Regions from separate parts of the Rattus norvegicus genome. Here region 1 is linked to region 2. The links are chromatin contacts, called in public Hi-C maps. All regions are on one chromosome and are shown on one strand. The core of a region is the stretch at or near the end of the contact, and the rest is flanking DNA. Distances in the headings are between cores, read along the strand shown. Region 1 holds the start of Lrpprc (leucine-rich pentatricopeptide repeat containing). Region 2 overlaps LOC134479313 (a long non-coding RNA gene).

Evidence for each region. A called contact is a pair of places that touch in the nucleus more often than the background predicts.
Region 1: a contact with region 2 is called in a Hi-C map of liver, with 2.6 times the contacts expected there. The contact joins the promoter of Lrpprc here to the enhancer-like site in region 2.

What each region holds. Positions count from the first base shown.
Region 1 is chr6:15,610,928-15,614,993 of GRCr8, forward strand. It overlaps Lrpprc (leucine-rich pentatricopeptide repeat containing), which reads left to right and starts at 1,711. Exons shown (of 38, transcript NM_001008519.2): 1 at 1,711-1,919. The coding sequence starts at 1,771.
Region 2 is chr6:15,532,592-15,536,296 of GRCr8, forward strand. It overlaps LOC134479313 (a long non-coding RNA gene), which reads left to right. Exons shown (of 5, transcript XR_010052470.1): 2 at 1-3,080. Among named protein-coding and RNA genes, the nearest start is that of Ppm1b, 75 kb to the left of the region's middle. Within about 2 kb of position 1,415, at least 6 of the 93 cell types and tissues checked have an H3K27ac peak or open chromatin away from gene starts, as enhancers often do. A contact at or near this core is called in liver, where this site is marked.

The sequences.
Region 1 (4,066 bases), core at 461-2,960, 79 kb after region 2:
AACACCCTGCAGTACCTGACTGCCAAATACCAGTCTGACCTCCCTGTCCCACCCAACTCCTGCTCATTCTTTCCATCCGGGCCTTTTTAGTTTTCTCCACTTTAGGGTTTTGAATTTGCTGTTTTCTGAAACTGGAACAAGAGCTGGCTCTTTCCTCCAGCATCCTCACTTCCTCCTTTGGGTTTCTCTTCCGATGATTTTCCTTTACTTTTCCTAGAAGAGCAACTTAAGGGAGAAAGGCTTATTTTGGCTCTTGGTGGGTATAGGCAGCAGGAGCTGTCAGGAAGCAGCCAATAGAGGTGCCCAGCGCTTTCTCCTTTATGACTCAGCCCTGTCACTCATCCAGTGGTGCTACTCACCCTCAGGGCGGTTTTGCTACTTCAACTAATCCAGTGTAAAAACTCCCTCACTTGCCCAAAGGCCAGTTTCCTAGGTGATCCTAAATCATATCAAGATTAATCACCACAGATGGTAACCCACCTTTAATCTTTTATTTACATTAAAACTCTTATCTGTTTCTTTAAATGTACGGAATTTTGTCTAAGCTGAGATTTTTTTCCTATGTTATATCCCCAGCATCCCAAATAGCACAAAATATGTGCTCAATAAGTAGTACTAATGCTGAAAGCATGGATTATATCCTGTCATAGCGCCCAATAGGGTAACTTAAAGCAAACTCATCTGGGGTGTGAGGGGGTGGGATTAGCTTCTCCAACAGAAAGATAAGCCAAGTTAACTCTACACGTATATCCATTCAATAAACGCTCAACGTCCGGAGTGTCTTCAACTGAGGAGCTTTCGCTACAAAAGAGGCCACATTCTGTGAGCTTAGAAGTTTGTTGTCTAAGGAGGAGAAACAGCCAGATGGGAAAACTTCCAGAGGGAGAATTTGACTGTTCACCTGGTTGGTAGTGGTCAAGGAATAGCTAAGTAGAGAATGGATGCCTGTTCCCGGATTCACACGAAGGCATAGGGAACCCCTTCAGCATACCCTGGTGAGAGCGAGAACTTGTTTTACTAGCTGCAGACAATTGCACCACTACCTTAGTTGCTTGTAGCGGTGCATTAACTGAAAGGAGGAGCAGGGCATCAAGAAAGAGAAACTTCGACCTTGACATTTAAAATTATACGATCTTTGTTAAAATGCATTTATCTTACGAAGCGAGGCATTGCCTATATTCGTCTACCCTCTCCCCAATCACACGAATTGCATATAGTTAACTTGGAGGTCCACAGCCTCTAGTCTCCTTCGTCAAGGTTTCTTCTGGCAGGCGTTTCTGAGAGCTACGGCAGGAACTACGTCACTGAGCAGCTAGGGTAGCAGTTCGGCGGTAACCTAGGTGCAGGGCTGGAACATCGCAGGCACTCCGGGACCTGCGCGGTCGGCCCTTCCCAGCAACCTTCGGTGTAGCTCCTAGTTGGCCCCCCACAAACCCTTGCGCGCGCATGGGCGGAGTCGACCTCTAGGGGCTCTACCAACTGCAAAATGGAGGGGTGATGTGGCCGAGCTCTCTAAAAGCCGGGGCGCTGGACACGGAAACAGGAACACTGAGAGCAGAGCACAAAAACGACACATTGTAAAACAAAAGGCGGATTCAGATGATCCCAGGAGCTCGGCCTGCCTCTCCCGTGAGCCATGGCGGAGCTCCGCCTCCCCCTAGGCTAGGCGCTCTCGGGACTTGGTTTGTCCCACTAGGGGGCGACCCCGTCGTCACGTGTTCCTCCAGGTCCTCTGCAGGAGCGTGCATCCTGCCTTGACTACGGTGAACCATGTCAGCCCTGCTGAGACCCGCGCGTTGGCTGCTAGGGGCAGCGGCGGTCCCGCGCCTCCCGCTGTCCCTGCGCCTCCCTGCGGGCGGCCCCGGCAGGCTGCCCTCTGTCGTCCGGGTGGCGGCCGCTGGTGGCCGGCCGGCTGCAGGGTGAGTACTGGACCCTTCCTCCTGACCGGCTACGGCGGACGGGCCGGTGTCCTGCTCATTCGCTCCAATTCCGTTGTCCCGGCAGCTCAGGCGCGAACGCCCGTGCTTTGCCAGTAGTTCAGGGTGACAAGGTTGAATGTCTTGAGAAGGTCATGGTCGAGGGCATGGCTGGCTTCCGCCTCGCTGCTTGAGGTTGCCACCTGCTCGGGCGGCCCGGGAAGCCCAAGGGCTTTAGGGGGTGGTGCTGATGTGGGGGCAGGTGTTGTGCCATTCCTTAGAAGTACCCTTCCTGGGTGCTCTCCCACACTGGACATACCTGCTAGTATGTAGTCTTAGGAGGCTTCTGTTTTTCATTTTACTTTTCTTGGGGATAGGGTTTGAATTTTTGAGTGACCCAGGGATAGTTTAGAACTTTACATTTGATTATGCCCGGGTCGGGTTTTTGCCTGCCTTTTGTTGAATGAAAATTTCCTTCAATATTTACACAGGCATCATGGGTTGGAGATGGTCACAATAATGGATTAGTGGACACACGCAAGGCGCTTGTTGGGGATCTATGTAGTTACTGCAAAAACAAGTTAAATTTCTAGTTAGTGCAAGTATTTTTGCGAGTATGCCGGTCTGGATTGAGGTTATGAGTGTGTTGACCAGATGAAGGAAGATGGGGGCTTAGGTTTTAGTACCAGAGAGAAATTGACAGTTGAACCACCCCCAGAAGAACTTTTGGGTCTAGCAAAAAGATTTAGGAAGTATGTTCTGGAGCGGGGAGCCATGGACTAAGGGTGCTTCTGTTTATTCGCATTATGCCATTGGACAAATGACTCAACAGCCCAGGCCTTAAGTTTCTTTAGGTACATAGGTGGGCACAGTGTAAGGTTAGGCCTATTCATGAGATACAGGACTTGATGTGTCTTAACTGGTTACCACTGTAATAGAAGTAACTGTCTGCATGGGCCAGCCCGGGCCCTGCATATAATTAGATGAAGGAACTGCTGTATGACGTCCCAGCAACTCGGTTGCACATCTTTGGCGTGATGCTTATTTGTATACAGGGCCTGTACTTTTGGGGTAAGCTTGAGCAGTGAACCTTCAGAAATCATGCCCCTGGCTTTATGTCTTCAGAGACCGTGGTGCCAGTTCCTTTTGCTTTCCTCCAGTGACAGTGCTGCTGCGGTGCTGTCACTGATGTTTGCTGTTACGTTTGGCAGAAGTCGAATTTCAGTGACAGGCTGTTGGTCTGGGTGTTCATCAGACCTGGGTTCTACTTCCTTGGACCTTTGGCTAAGTTCCGCTGGATCTCTTTAGTCTGTAAGGGAGGGTGCTGGGTGTCTTTGTAAGGCTTGTTTTGTTATTCAGCACCAGCTGTCTCTTCGGAAGTTTTCTCTTACCACAATCGATCCAAGATCCAAAAAATGGCCTTGTGAGCAGGCACCATAGTTCATCAAGAAAAGGCACTTTCTCTGTAAGCCTGATGACCTTAGTTTGACCTCAGGACCCACATGGAAGGAGAGAATGGCTCCCACAATTGTCCTCTGGCCTTCACATGTATGGACGCACATACAAAAGATCAATAGAAAAACTAAGCAGGATCATGACTGCCAGGGTCTTGTCTACGGTGTGACCCACATGTGTGTTTCTTCGGTAGAAAGGAGACTATTCGAGCACAGGACATGGTCTTGTCGAAATGCTGTGTTCAGGTCATGGCAGGCAGTGAAGTAGTATTTGTTTTCTCTCTCTGGACTTTGAACACTTTCCTGCCAGTCTCCTATCCCACAACTTCTAAGCCTGTCTGGAAAACAACCTTTCTCAGGATTCTAGTTCCTCTAGAAGCTTCCCACTTGGTCTCTCTCTTGCCCATGGTCTCCTGTCTCCTTTGCTGACTTCTCACTTACTCTCACTGTTTTCACACCATGCCTGAGGCCTCCGTGTCTCGCTACTCTTTTTTTTTTTTTTTTTTTTGAGACAGTGTCTGTATATATAGCCCTGGGTGTTTTGGGAGTTGTGTCATGCTGCCCTTGAACTCAGAGGGAACCACTTGCTTCTTCCTCCCAAGTGCTGAAGTAAAAGGTGTGTACCATATGACCAGAATCTTAACCATTTCAAAAAATATCTTTTTGTTGTATGTGTTTGTGTGTGTGGTGCCTTCA
Region 2 (3,705 bases), core at 165-2,664:
GGTCTGAAGGTCAGGCAAGGAGACTGGAGGATCTGAGGGTTAAACACAGGTCATGGGAGATTCAACTTGCAAAGCACAAGGACTCTAACATGAGGCAGTTTCTTATTTCAAGATATACCTTCCCTCTTTGGAACTCTTCAGTGACTTTTCATGGTCCTCAAAACAGTTATCTTCTCCAAGAGACCTCTTGAGTCCCTTCCTCAAAGCTCACTCCTTTTCCTCAGATAAATCCAGAATAAATTTAGAGCCCTTTGTTCACCCATTTGGCGACTGAACAGATATTCCCCATGCCAAGCCCTTGCCAAGCCTTTGCCAAGCCCGAGGAGGAACACATACCTCCTGAAGCAGTGTCTGATGGAGAATTCAGGCAGGAGGAGAGATACCAATTAAAAACTCCAAACAGGGGCTGGAGAGGTGGCCTAGAAGTGAAGTGTGTCTAATTGCTCTCCCAGAGGACCAGGGTTCAATTTTAAGCACCCGTATCAGGTAAATCAAAGAACTCATTGTAATTCCAGTTTCTGCAAGAACAAGTTACACACAAACAAATGCAAAATATAGATATGCACACATACGGAAATAAATCTAAAGCAACCTCCAAGCAGGGCTCTGGGTTTGCTGTGTAAATTGGGTGTGGTGATGTCACCTATAATTCCAGCCATTGAAATAAGGAGACTAAAGGGTCAGAAATCTGATCAGTCATCCTCAGCTAACCGTGAGAGTGAGGACAGCCTGTCTGAGCCACACGAGGCCATGTTCATATTTAAAAGCACAGGAACCCTGTCTTGCTCACTGGTATATCTCTGTATGTCTGTAATCATCTGGAGCCTGGCATACAAGATTAAATGGCTGCGAAGAGTGGTGGTGGGCATTTAAATCTCAACAGACTTCCGATACTCACCAAGGCCAAAATCTCAGGATTCATTCTGTGTCCCTGGCAAGGGGGCGTGTCACTCCTTACGGAAGGTTAAACTGGAGGTCACAGCTCAGCTACTGCTGATCCAGGCTGAACTCATGAGTCACCAGCTCCTCCCGGAAGTCACCTGCTTCCTCCAAGAGAATAGAAAGGAGGATGAGATAGACCATGGCTGTGTGGTATGGGTGCCCAGTAAACACCGCCATTCTTTTCTGAAGTCACGGTTACTGGCTTGAGCTATGACCCCTTGCACCATGTGCTCAATGACATAAGACCCTGACCTATGTCTGGTGTAACGGCTGCATTCTTAGGGTCACAGCCTGTGTCCCAACAAGCCAACTTCAGATACCCATCCTCCACAAACTAATTTAAACAGCCAAATTAATAGTTTTAAAAAAAAAAACAGGAAAGAAATCTATTCTAGGTGGCCACATTAGGAAAGAAAACAAACAGATCCAGTGACCTTCCTCGAGTCTATCTTTGGAGTCCTGAAGTGAGGTTGAAGTTCAAGTAGACAGTCAATGTTATACACACCTAACTAGTCCTGGTTAAGGTTTGGTCCTGCCCACCACTGACCCATCATCTCTAAGTTGTAAATCCCTTTGTGTCCTCTCTAACTCGTCCAAGCTTTGGGTATTTTCTTTCCCCATCGTGGGACTCTTGAGGAATTACAGTTTCTTGGGGTTCACTGCTTTAACTATCTGATAGACAAACGGAAGGAAGGAAGGACACACGTATCTCTTTAAAATGCCTTCTTCTCCGAGGGTCAGTTACATCCTGAGGTGGTTCATTCAAAATGCCTGCTGTAGAGGTGGGAATCAGTTCTGTGGGGGCCATGTGTGGGCCTGAAACATTTTTGTGCAAAGGAAGAAGACATTAGGCATGGCGGGGAGGGGGGGGGACAGGGGGACACTCTCGTCCTGACTGCCAGTGAATGGGTTTGGAACCATTAGCATAGACCCACTGCCAAATGCTGTTAGAGTCTCGTTGAGTGACTTGGACTTTAGCCTGTGTGCTGGGGCACGGTGGGGTCAGACTGGAGGTTTTGGCAGTAGTGTGAGGGCGGATTGAAGGAGAAGCCTCGGATTGGAAGTTAGAAGATGTGTTAGGATTCAGTCCAGGTAGGGTTGCCCTGGAGATGGGGTGGGGGGTAGGGTGGGGGATGGGGGTGGGGGTGGGGGAATTGAGGAGCTTTAGAAGCATAGCTACCAGAAGGGTTCAGATGTCACTACATAGGGGAAGGGGAGGCAGGCAGGTGAGTGGGGGCCCAGAGTCCTCAGCGGTGCTTTGTAACTCTGTCAGAGGCACTTAAATGACCATGCGTGCAGAAGGCGGGCATCCTAAACCCTCGCCTGCCAGGCCTGCGGAGGAAACACAAAATGGACTCCAGCGGTATTTCACAAATCGCTTTAAGTCATTTTTATAGTGGAAAAAATCCATTCATCCTTTTTTTATCAGTTAATTCAGTTACTACTTACACCATTCACTATTTAATATGACTGTTGGTTCATTTTCAGACAGGGTTCAAACTCAATATATAGCTGAGGTTAACCTTGAACTCCTGATCCTCCTGCCTCCACATCCTAAGTACTGGGGTTTCAGGCATGCCCTGCAGTGTGCTGTTGGCCTTAGTATTGCTTTGTTCTGTGTTTTTACATTTTTATTTGTTAGTTCACAGATGGCAGGCACACCCCGCGGCATGTATGTGGAGGTCAGTGGACAACTTACTGGAGTTTGCTCTCTCCCACCTTGTGGATACCAGTGCTCAGATTCAGGCCATCGGACTTGGGGCAAGCACCTTACCTGCTGAGCCATCTCACTGGCCCCTTAATACTGCCCTTAAATGAGGTCACTTTTCAAAATCTAAATACTTACCGTGGGCTCATCCTCAGAACAAGCACCCCTGTGCCAGTACTGCTGATAAATACTGAAACAGACGCAAAGATGAGCATGGTTGGCTGCTCCTGTGGCGAGGATGCCCACGATGGCTGCTCCTGGGTCTTTGGGTGTGTGTAGGGAATGGTTTGGAAAGCCCTTGACCTGAGTGACCACTAAGGCCATTAAAATTCATGGATTTCCTCTTGGTTTCTATTCAGATCGTGTCAGTATCCAGACCCGATGGCAAGCCTTCTCTTTGTATCTGTTAGAAACGAATTTTGCCGTGCAGGTAAGGACTTCAGCAGAACTGGCCTGGGGTTGTTTTCCAATCACAGATGCTGAGGGCTCTGAGCAGACAGACCTGGTCTCCTCTGTTTCCCTCCCCAGCCATCCAAAGGCTGACTTTGCTACAAAGAGGGAGAGCTGCACCCTTCTCTTCCCTGTTCATATCTGACGTGTGTGGGTGACGTGAGGCCCATCACCTAGCACCTCTGTGCCTCTCTCCTCCTGTGCATAATTGGGGATCGGGCTGGTGATCTATCTCATAGTGTATCCATAGCGCTTGATACATACACATATATACATATACATACACACACACACACACACACACACACACACACATACATATATATATACATATATATATATATATATATATATATATATATATATATATATGGAGATAGGCAGAGATCCACATTGTATGCTTTTGTCAAATGGGCATACCATTTAATGAGTAGTCTATCGTTTCCATACAGATGATTATGGAAGCATATCATCTTTGTGAAAAAAACATTTAAATTATTGTTTTGAACATACTGTATGCAAGGGGGCACAGTAAAGAAACTCCCAGTGTGATGATTCCATTATTAAGGGGAAGGTTTTTATTGTGATATGAGAGAGAGAGAGAG